3 separate regions of the Gossypium hirsutum genome follow, and regions 1 and 3 are each linked to region 2. A link is a contact called in public Hi-C data. All regions are on one chromosome and are shown on one strand. Each heading gives the region's core, a stretch centred on a gene start, on an enhancer-like site or on the middle of the called end of the contact. The rest is flanking DNA. Distances are from core to core; before and after follow the strand shown. Region 1 holds the start of LOC107931703 (F-box/LRR-repeat protein 13). Region 2 holds the start of LOC107931702 (ubiquitin-conjugating enzyme E2-23 kDa). Region 3 holds the start of LOC107931696 (thylakoid lumenal protein TL20.3, chloroplastic).

Region 1 (3,363 bases), core at 200-2,699, 190 kb after region 2:
AGAGGGGCAATCCCCTAAGAAGGCAACCAGGTTGTAAACCGCATTTGGAGATTTTAGTGGACCATACCAAAAAACATGCGTGAGATTTTGGAATGTTTGGAATGGGATGCCTCTTGTGTAGTACTCTTTTGCGACGAACTTATTTATACCAAAGCAATATATATATATATCAGAAACAACTATATATCCAAGAATATGCAAGATTAAAACAATGTATGAAAAATAAGACGAAACAAAAGGTACCTCCACAACCGCAAAATTTAGAATCATAGTGTTCACATGCCTGATTTGATCGATCAATTCTCTAACGTGGACAGTATATGCCTCATTCATTGGTTCCTCCCTCCCTTGCAAGAGTAAAATTTGTAATACCGGACAGTTGTTCAAATAAAATTTGGTCAAGTCACCTGAGTAAACCAGGTTTCCGACAAGTGGAGCATCAACACGTAATGACCTGAACTCCCCATCATCACTATCTTCAAGACACCTAAAACTAATCAGCCTAAGATTTGGACCACTGATGTTAACATTCTTAAGCCCCTCACACATATTAATGACCAATTCCTCAAGAGGGACGCATTTACGAAGGAACAAATCCACAGTCGCATCTGCAAGTTTGCAGTGGGTGAGAACAAGAAGCTTAAGAGAAGAAAAGACTGACGCAGCAATAGGTTGACCAGGACGAGGTGGTTTAAAGTCAACAAAGCTTAAAACAAGGTGCTCCAGTATTTTACTTCGATTGGAGAAAAGAGAATCTGGCAACTGAAAGAATCTCCTTGCTAAAGAAACTGACATGAGGCCTATCGTCAGTTGACGGACGTTCTTGGAGAGTGCAAAATTGACCCATCTTTGTACATCAGGGTTAGAACGCTCGCTAACGTGGCCAACAGTGGTGAATTTTATGATCTGAGGAGATAGGAGGAGGTCTAAGCAGCGAGTAATTGGAGAATAGTCGGCTTGGTTATCGGAGAAGGGTAAACTGTGGAAATCTACGCCTTGGGTGTGCTTCCAGAGATTACTCCACCTTTTACTTAAGATGCTGGTTCGGACAACCGAGTCCATGGGCATCTTGGATAGAATGCGGGAAAGCACTGTATTAGGTAATGCACTGAGTCGGTCTCGTCTACGACTTGTTCCGGCGTTCCAATCTGAAACCTGATCCTTGGTCATTTCCAACCATTCCAGCCTTCTGTTCACAAGACGACGAAGACTAGAATCCATGACAACTTCCATCTTTGATCAACAAAATCCAACGACTACAAACTGGAAACAAAGAAAGCAAGAAGATTGTTTAATCAAGTATAAAATGGGAATCCACTCTTTCTAAAAGAAAACAAGAACAAGAATGAAAGAAAAAATAAACATGGAAAGACACTTCGGTTTTTTCTGTTTTTGGTCGATCATTTTTTCCCCTTTAATTAACTGATTAATAGCAGTTTCAGTTGACACCAGTAAATTTTATTTCCAGTTGTATAAAATCGACTTAATATACCCATAACTTAAGGTAGGAAATTGTCATTCATTAAAGAGCGAGCACGGAGCAAAGCAATCCAATGTACTGGGCTGGATTCAGTTTCCACCCAAATGGATTTAATATAAGTGAGAAACAGGGCCCAACACAATAGGCATACTGATTGTGCGGTCAATGATTTTATCAGGGAGATAGACATGGACCACTCTAATGTAACCAAAATACATTGATATGGAACTGTTGGGGAAAATAATTAGAAAGGAATATGTGAGACAAAGCAAAACACCTGATATGTAGTAGCAAACCAGAGTTCTTAAACTGGGTTGAGATCAACAGGGACGATAAAGAGATTATTGATGAGCTAGTTACCATGGAACTAAATAGAATTAGAAGCGATTGTCAAAGGCGGAGTGGGGGTTGATGAGACTCCTTTCATGAAATGTTTTTGGTGTTGGATCAAGACCAAAACAAATGGCTATTAGAAAATCGTTATAGGATACTAAATCGGATATGAAGTTGATAAAGAAGTCAAAGGTTGATGAGGTTAAATCTGGTGTTTGATTTTTTTTATTTTTTATTTTGTAGGAACTTAGAAAACAGATCAAGAAATCACAGCAAAGTCTTGAGCTAGAAGCTACTGTAACTTGCTGAACAAACAAGGAAATCGACTTAAATTGTAACAAGAACAGATTACTCAATAAGAACCAAAACAAGAAGAGAATTCTGGTGAATGATTCATCATCTCATTTCTGAAACAAAGCATTACATATATCAAGTAATCAACTTGTCAAAAAGATGAAAATATTGCCTAAACACACCTAACTCCACTAACAAAGTCTTGAAACGTACAAAACTTTGCTTACACACTTGGTTAAGATGATTTATCAAATCTATCAGCACCAAATTGCATCAAATCCCTTACATACTTAGTTCTAGTGTAACTAAGTAGCAAAAACATCAACTAAAAAGTAACAAAACAGCAACATATTCTTCAGCTGCAACTTGCATGGCTCGAACTGCTATGGTCTGCATGAAAGCCATCTTTTAACATTCCTTCTTGGCTTCCATGCTGCAAACTCCTAATCTAGCTCTCAAATTCTCGAACCTTGGTACACCAAGAGGTTTTATGAATATATCAGCTAACTGATCTTCAAAACTGCAATGAACCAATTTGATTTCTTGAGATTATTCCACTTCTTTAACAAAATGAAACTTGATCTTAAAATATTTTGTTTTGCGATGAAATACTGGATTCTTTGCAATTGCAACAGCAGATTGATTATCACTTCTGATCTCTATTGCTTCTCTTTGATGTAAGTTCATATCTGCCATTAGCTTTCTTAACCAAATTTCTTGATTAACAGCTGATGCAGCTGCAACATATTTAGCTTCAGCTGTTAATTGAGCAACAATGGATTGTTTCTTTGAACTCCAACAAAAAACAGCTAATCCAAGGGTAAACAGATACCCTGAAGTGCTTTTCATATCATCAGTTGATCCTGCCCAATCACTATTAGTAAAACCAACAAGCTTTATTGTGTCAACCTTGGTGAACATAATTCCAAAGCTCAGAGTTCCTTTGATGTACCTGAGAACTCTCTTTGCAGCTTGAAAATGGTTCACATTGCAATAGTGCATGAACCTGGATAGGAGACTGACTACAAACATTATGTCTGGTCTTGTGGCTGTTAAGTAGAACAAACATCCCACTAAGCTCCTATAGGTAGATTTATTAACCTTATCAAAACCACCTTAGCTAGATAGCTTTCCTTCAACAACAACTGGAGTAATGGTTGCTTTGCAATTTTGCATGAAAAATCTGTTTAAAATTTTTAAGGCAAATGCCTTTTGGCTTATGAAAATCCCTTGCTGAGTCTAAAATAACTCCATCC
Region 2 (3,775 bases), core at 1,234-3,733:
CCCAAGCATGCACGTGAATACCATCTGATTTCTGTGTTCTGTCCTGACTTGCTGAAGAAGATGGGCCATTAGTAAGTACGTAGTCTTGGTCTTTTACCATAACCAGTACTGCACTTTAACAAACCTGAATCACTTACTGAATCTAGGTTCTAAAGATATGGTCTCTTTTTTTCTTTTTTTTTTTTTACCTCGACTGTTTCCTTGCTTTGCAAATCAACCCGAGAGGAACTCATAATTCCATATTCTGCATGCGAATATCAGCAAAATTCCAGCACCGTCAATAATATTTACATGAAACATGGTGTCTGAGGAAGATTAAATCTTAGTTTTGTACATGTACATATGTAACTATATTTATATCCCAATGACTGATTAGGATCAGATAAAGTTGTTTGTGATATTCTTTAGTAATCTTTATCAACGAATTATTGAGGTTTATCATTATGCGACAGAACAACAGATTTCCTGAGCCAACCAAGTTGTAGAAGTGTTGAAGAATAATAAATGGTGTAAAGCTTGAAGAAAGTTCAAATTTAGTTTAAATAATGATATCTTTTTTGAATTATTTGCATGTATATTTCCTGTTGAAAAGGCACATAAATTCCAAATAAAAAAGAGAATAATAATTAGTTTGAATATAACCTGAAATTGCATTTTGAACAGCTTCTTTCGCCAGAAAAGAGTCCGAAATTGTTTGCTTCATAGTTTTTGCACCAATTATTCTCCTTCCATGTGGCCTAACTTCTTGTAATTCTGGTATTTGTAGCTTCTTTGAGATTGAAGGCCCCATCTCTAACTTATGGCCTTTCAACTTATTGGCATCCTGTATCAAATTAATTAATAACTTAGTTATTACTAGACCAAGATTTTAACATAAAATTATTATAATCTATAAAGTCAATAATATCTTTTCTGCACTAACCTTGCTGGCAAGAAAATCGACATGATTGCCATTCTCTTCAGCAGAAAAACCAAGACGGTGAGCATTGCATGCATGCAAAGAAAAATAAAGGAGAAATAATATCGCAAGGGAAGACATGATTATGAAATTAGAGCTTAATTAGTTCTGACGAGAAACAGAGAAGATTTAAAAAAAAAAAAACGATATGCAGTTTGGGGATGCTACTGCAATGTTAAGTTTCTTTTCTTTTTCCAAGTATTTGTAATGATGGAAGCATCAAAGGAGCATTAAATGCAAGTTTTGTATTGAATTGAAATACGTTCTTTAAGAGAACATGCAGGTGTTCGGATGATGGATCCTGAAAACGAAATTGAAGATATTCGGGGGGGCCTCCCTTTGTCGCTTACACTTGAGTTTTTAATCAAAATTTGGGGCCCTAAAGTAAAGAATTATAGAGCAATACGGACGAGACATATGTAAGGTCTCAAAGATATTAACAAGGGAAGCTGGGAGATTTTATAGAAATATATACACTGTACGCATGTATATAATTTTATTTTTTTATTAAACCAACCATCTGGTTTGTGTATGTTGGAATTGCAAATATATTTAATTGGCTAATGAAATTGGAGGGGAAAAGTATGAGTTTCTTTTTTTGTCGGGGGATAGGTGATGATAGGTTTGTTAAGTATTATGAAACATGAAAAAATGGAAATTAAATATAATAGAATTTTTATAAAAAAAAACTGAAAGAAGAAAAGATTTGGAATTAGGATAAAGAAGTAAAATAAGGCAGCTACAACAGTAAATCAAGGTCCTACCCATGTGTTTCTGCTGAGGAAGTCAACTTCTTGCCCCCTAATTTATATTGTAGAATTATTACTGCTTTGATTATTTGCTTTTGTTTGACCGTTTCAGTTTTTTTTTTAATAGAAAAAAAAATGGTTGCAAACGCTATAACTCGAGCCCTATTATTTAAGGACAGAACGACGAAAGCTAACTCTTTCATTCTTCTATGTTAATAAGAAATTGAATTGTTATTTAACCGGAGTCAATTAATATAAGAGAATTCCGAGATGGAGAATTTTGGTTGTTGAAATTAAGAGGGCAAAAATTAATATCAATTTACCATCGATTACGCTATTTAGGATTTTGTTTCAATCAATTCAACAAGTTTTATAAAAAAAAAAGGGAAAAGAGAAATTAATTGTGGTTGTGGGAGAGAAAACACATCTCTTTCTTTCAGGTTGAAAAGGTTCAAAGTTACCTCCACAATTTTTAAGTTTTTAGCGTGGGATCATCCAATAGTTTCAAGATCTTTCTTCTATTTTTTAACCATAACTGTAGATTTAACATGGATCCCATGAAACCCCACTTTAGATGTTATTGTGCATTTCATAATACAATGTATCACAATATATACAAATTATATAGATAGAGATGACGATTCATTTTATAATACCACATATTATATAATAAGTATATAAATTCCATAAACCATATTAATAGCTTTTTATGCATCTATTCATCCATAACACATACATCATGTTTGGTTGGGGGGCTTAAGAATAGATTCCAGCCCAATTCGGCGGGCCCATCACCAAACATTAGTTTGGTTGCTGTAATGCTATTACAGCCAGAATCTATTCAGGGCGTATTACAGGGAAAATGTTGAATAGCCATTCCGTTCCCTCACCACTGAATAGCCATTCGTTCCCATATGAAGTAAAAAGTTTTCCCCCTTTTCAATTTTTGCCCTCACCTCTAACAGAGAATGAAGCAACACTGGAACCATCATCTTCTCCCTCAGTTCACAGGTAACTTTCTTTTTTCCTCATCTCTATGTTTCCCTTTTTCCCTTTGATTGCAGAAAATACCTAGGTCAATCTATTCTTCGTTCCTTCTTTTTTTTTTCTTTACCTTTTAAACCAATAAAACCCTTTGGTTGCAGAGTTGCAACACTTTTTTTTAGCTTTTTCACTGCATTTTTGATTTCCCCTATATGAACTTTTTGGTAGTTAGAGTCATCAAAAAGGAATCAAGAGATATCGGAATGGGGAAATCTGGGACTTCGAGCACGAAGTGGTGGTGGCAGCGTCGACGGTAATTTCACTCCCTCCCTTTGAATTTTTTCTATTTATTGTTATTTTTAAGCTTAGGGTTCTCATCTTTATTTTTCTTAGTTGGAAGCCAAAGACAATAAACTTTTCATGCATTTAACAGAAATAGTTTCATATTCGAATAATTAAAGCACGAAGATTAACATTTGTGAAGAAAAAAAAACAAAGGCAGTATTTTGTTTTTATTGGCAGCATGATTATGTGAAAATGCTGAAGTTGTCTCTTCATTAGAAACTTCTAAAGAACTAGTGAAAAACAGGATTAGATAGTGCATGGAATGCATTTTGATATTTGATTGTGGTTACACGAATTATCATTCATTTGGGGATCATCTCCATGAAGATTTTCCCAGCTTGTAAAAGCATGTGTGTGTTGTCCTGCTTTAAGGTCAAGATCTCGACAACCTGTTAAGCATTACAAGAAATTATTATCTGAAATATTCCCTAAGTCTCCTGTGAGTATCTACTCTTTTCTTTTTCTTCTTTTTGGATTATACATTTTGGTTATAGTGGTTTTGGTGAAATTAGAGAGGAAATCTTTGTACATATTTGGGTTTTTGGTGATGGCTATTTAAGTTAGCTTGCTTTTGAGTACTTTAATTTTTAATATGGGGATATCAATAAGGAATATTCGATCCTGCAATAGGCCAATAATGTCTGCTAGAGTTTTTCTTTTTGAATCGGCGCTAGATTGTTGTTGTGATTGTGGCTATTCAGTTGGTTACTCAGACTCACCTGTGAGTGTTGGATACAAG
Region 3 (3,486 bases), core at 899-3,398, 250 kb after region 2:
AGGTGGAGAACTTGTTCGTTGAGAGTTCGCGATGAAGAACTTATTCATTGAAAATTCATGTCAAGGTGGAGATTGTTAGAATTAAGTGACCCGAATCCTTATTTAAATAAAATACAGTGGTAAAATAAAATAAAAGTAAAATCTCTATAGAACTACACTTCTTTTATTTTATTTTAGAATAAGGTTTTTTAAACCTTATTAAACTCCATCCATTTGATATTGATTTAAATAAGGTGTTTCAATCTTACTACACTCCTATTAGAATACGATTTTACAAGCCTATAAATTGACAGTCTATTCCTCTTGTAATTAATTCGAATTCGACATAGTGATTTTTTTCTTCTCTGCCCGTGGTTTTTTCCCGAAATAGTTTTCATGTAAAAATTTGTGTGTTGTTTATTTTATTTCTCTTTTCTTTGCGATATATTATCATTACCGGCGTTCTATTTTTTTTTACAGAAAGCTTATCAAATAAAGATACATCATTTTATATATATAAAAAAAGTCCACTAAATTATTCTTTTATTTTTATTTATACTAATAAATTATTGACACTAAAAATAATTTTTTACTTAAAATTATCTTTAAATTAATTAATTTTAAAATATAATAATTTTAATAAATAATCCAGCACGACCAAATCTAATAATGATAAAACAAATTTATTGTAATAGAGACTAGAGAGGCAGGCTTGTTGCTACACATCTTCTGCCCGATAAATTATATAGGCATAATTTACTGTTTAATTCTTAAAGTATATTTAATTTTTCACTTTGGTACTGAAACATTTGTTTTCTAATTTGGTACCTTAAGTATCAATTTTCTCTATTTTTGGTCAATTTTGTAAGGGCCTTTAAGAAAAATCTATTAACCCACTTTGGCCAATGGAAAAGTACAATGTGACTTATTTTGACAAATGAAAAAATACCACATGACAATTAAATTTTTTTAAAAATAAAAATATTAAATTTTATTGATAACAAATATAACAATATACACCACGTTTCCTTTTTTAATATTATATATATTATATTGATAAAAATTGTAAAAATTTATATTAATATATAAAAATTTTAAGAAAATATTTTTTATAAAATTCTAAAATATATAATTATAAATTTTAAAAATTAAAAATAATATATAAAAATTAATTTTTTATGAAAATTAAAAATGTATTTAAATTTCAAGTAATTGCAAAAGAAAAAAAACTTGAAATTTAAATACTTTATAGAATTTTATAAAAGAATTTTATTTTCAAACTTTTCTAAATAATTTTTACATTTTTTTACATTTTTTGTAATATATTATTAATTTCAACTAATTTCTTTTTAATTATCGTATTTTTTGTAAATTTTATTTTTATAATTTTTTATAATTTATATTTTTTTCTAGATTATATATATTTTCCTAATTGTTATATATTTATTTTTGTTTCATGTTTTTTAATGAGTATATATGTTTAATGAAAGAAACTATTTATTTTTTTACATAAAATCTCCACTTTGTGATTGGTCATTAGATTCTTTTTAACGTCTGTCAAAAAATGAATTAAAAAATATAACGAAAGCATATCTTAGATTCAAATTGAGAAGTGATTGATATTTTAAATATCAATTAGTAATAAAAAAAATTTAGATATCAAAATAGAAAATTGAGTATAATTCAAAGTCCAAATTGTAAAGTAAGCCAATTATATAATGTGAAGGATCCATTTAAAAACCTGAACTGAAGGTCCACACTGATCCACTATATGATAACAGGATTTTCCATCAATTTGTTAGTTATAGAGTTTTTTTTTTTTGTTAAAATATAGCATAAGGACCTTAACTCTTTATAAATTTTAGAATTCAGTCTTTTTATTTTTTAGATTTTAATTAATACAATTAAAATTATTTTGTCAAATTTTAGTTTATTACAAAGTCATCTTTTTAGTTATATGACTATGAAGTAAGGTTTTTTATTTTCAAATGTCACATCAATAAATTTTTTAAAAAATATTTGTATTAATAATTGAACTTAAATTTTAAAAATTTTAAAAAATAAAGAGATTAAATTTGTAAAAGTAAAGATATAAGGATTAAGTTGTAAATTTGTGTAACCAGTTCCCCACCTTCGTTGAATATGATAATCGAGTAAAAATTCAAATTCATGATATTTTTTTCAGGAAGAAAATATTAAACTTTAAAATTCCCCCAGAATAAACAGATGGAAAGGCAACATCCAATGAAAAACAAGCAAGAGACGTGTGTTAATCCCAACCAGTCCCGTTACTGCAAAAACAAGTGGATAAAATTGGAGCAAACATTTTAATATCAAAACTGCCACTATGCCCATCTGAACCAGCTTCCTCTTCTTCGTAACAACAAGAAACCAAACCACTACCTGTAAATGGCAGTGCCTTCACTCTCCTCTTTATCCATCAACCCTCTAATTAGTATTTCTTCTTCTTCTTCTTCTTCAAAAGCTTCATCCCGCCATCTTCCCTCATTCTCAAAACGTTTTGGCGTCTATTGCCAGGTTAATAATTCAGAAATCAAAGCTCGAATTAGCGGTGAGTAAATGATATCTTGATTCTGCTTGTTCGTTTCATCAATTATTATTATTATTATTATTATTATTATTATTATCATTTTTAGGTACTCAATTTTAACATAGTTTTCCTTTGAAAAAGGAAGATTGTTCCAACAATACGTATGAAGTTAGGGATGCTAAGTTTAAGATCTGGAAACCCTTGCTTTCAACAGCATTGGCAGCAGCCATAGTTGTTTTGGCTCTGATATCTCTGCTATGGCTGAACTTAATAAGTTTGAGGCAGAAACTCGTGGTGAATTTGGTATCGGATCTGCTGCACAGTTTGGTTCTGCGGATTTGAAGTGCGTTTTATTACAACATCTAAATTATATGCTCAACATCTCTGTTTTTGGTTTAGGAAGGGTTTGATTTTCTGTCTTATGTCGTGCAGAAAAGCTGTTCACGTGAACGAAAATTTCAGGTAACTTTTCAAAGTAAAGAATTTCAATTACTTCTTGGCAATCAAACTGAGGATTCACTAGTGCTCATAATCAATCCGAAATCTAAATGGTTGAAACAGAAGGGCAAACTTCACATCTGCTGATATGAGGGAATCTGATTTCAGTGGTTCAACCTTCAATGGTGCATACCTTGAGAAAGCAGTTGCATACAGAGCAAATTTCACAGGTAAATTTTCTGCCAAACGAAATTAGTTTACTTCATCCATGATAATTTGTAACACATACAAGTACACATAATGACAATTTTTTTTCCATCAAATCAAACAAAACTAAATGAAAATTATAATCTATTTGTAACTCATGAAATTATCTAGAAGCTCGAACTTGCCCAACTTTGGAGAAAAGTCTTCTCTCTTTTCCTTTTGTTTGTATCCCTGGTTGTGCTAGACCTGGAGGCGCTTCTCTTTTTACTCCTTGGGCTATTTGGTACCCTCTTTTCTGTAGTATTTGGACA

Evidence for each region. Hi-C and Micro-C count contacts between places; a contact is called where the count stands out from the background.
Region 1: a Hi-C map of leaf shows a contact between it and region 2, with 6 times the contacts expected there. The contact joins the promoter of LOC107931703 here to the promoter of LOC107931702 in region 2. A contact is called at or near these places in 13 of 34 Hi-C or Micro-C datasets (anther, callus, leaf and 1 more).
Region 3: a Hi-C map of leaf shows a contact between it and region 2, with 2.7 times the contacts expected there. The contact joins the promoter of LOC107931696 here to the promoter of LOC107931702 in region 2. A contact is called at or near these places in 8 of 34 Hi-C or Micro-C datasets (leaf, petal and seedling).

What each region holds. Positions count from the first base shown.
Region 1 is chrA08:115,696,000-115,699,362 of Gossypium_hirsutum_v2.1, forward strand. LOC107931703 (F-box/LRR-repeat protein 13) reads right to left here and starts at 1,450. Exons shown (of 4, transcript XM_016863639.2): 1 at 244-1,450; 2 at 1-138. The coding sequence starts at 1,233.
Region 2 is chrA08:115,504,318-115,508,092 of Gossypium_hirsutum_v2.1, forward strand. LOC107931702 (ubiquitin-conjugating enzyme E2-23 kDa) reads left to right here and starts at 2,484. Exons shown (of 3, transcript XR_001693293.2): 1 at 2,484-2,718; 2 at 2,920-3,004. It overlaps LOC107931735, which reads right to left and starts at 1,382. Exons shown (of 4, transcript XM_016863669.2): 1 at 923-1,382; 2 at 643-823; 3 at 189-244. The coding sequence starts at 1,039.
Region 3 is chrA08:115,750,889-115,754,374 of Gossypium_hirsutum_v2.1, forward strand. It overlaps LOC107931696 (thylakoid lumenal protein TL20.3, chloroplastic), which reads left to right and starts at 2,149. Exons shown (of 7, transcript XM_016863635.2): 1 at 2,149-2,551; 2 at 2,676-2,873; 3 at 2,963-2,992; 4 at 3,092-3,198. The coding sequence starts at 2,788.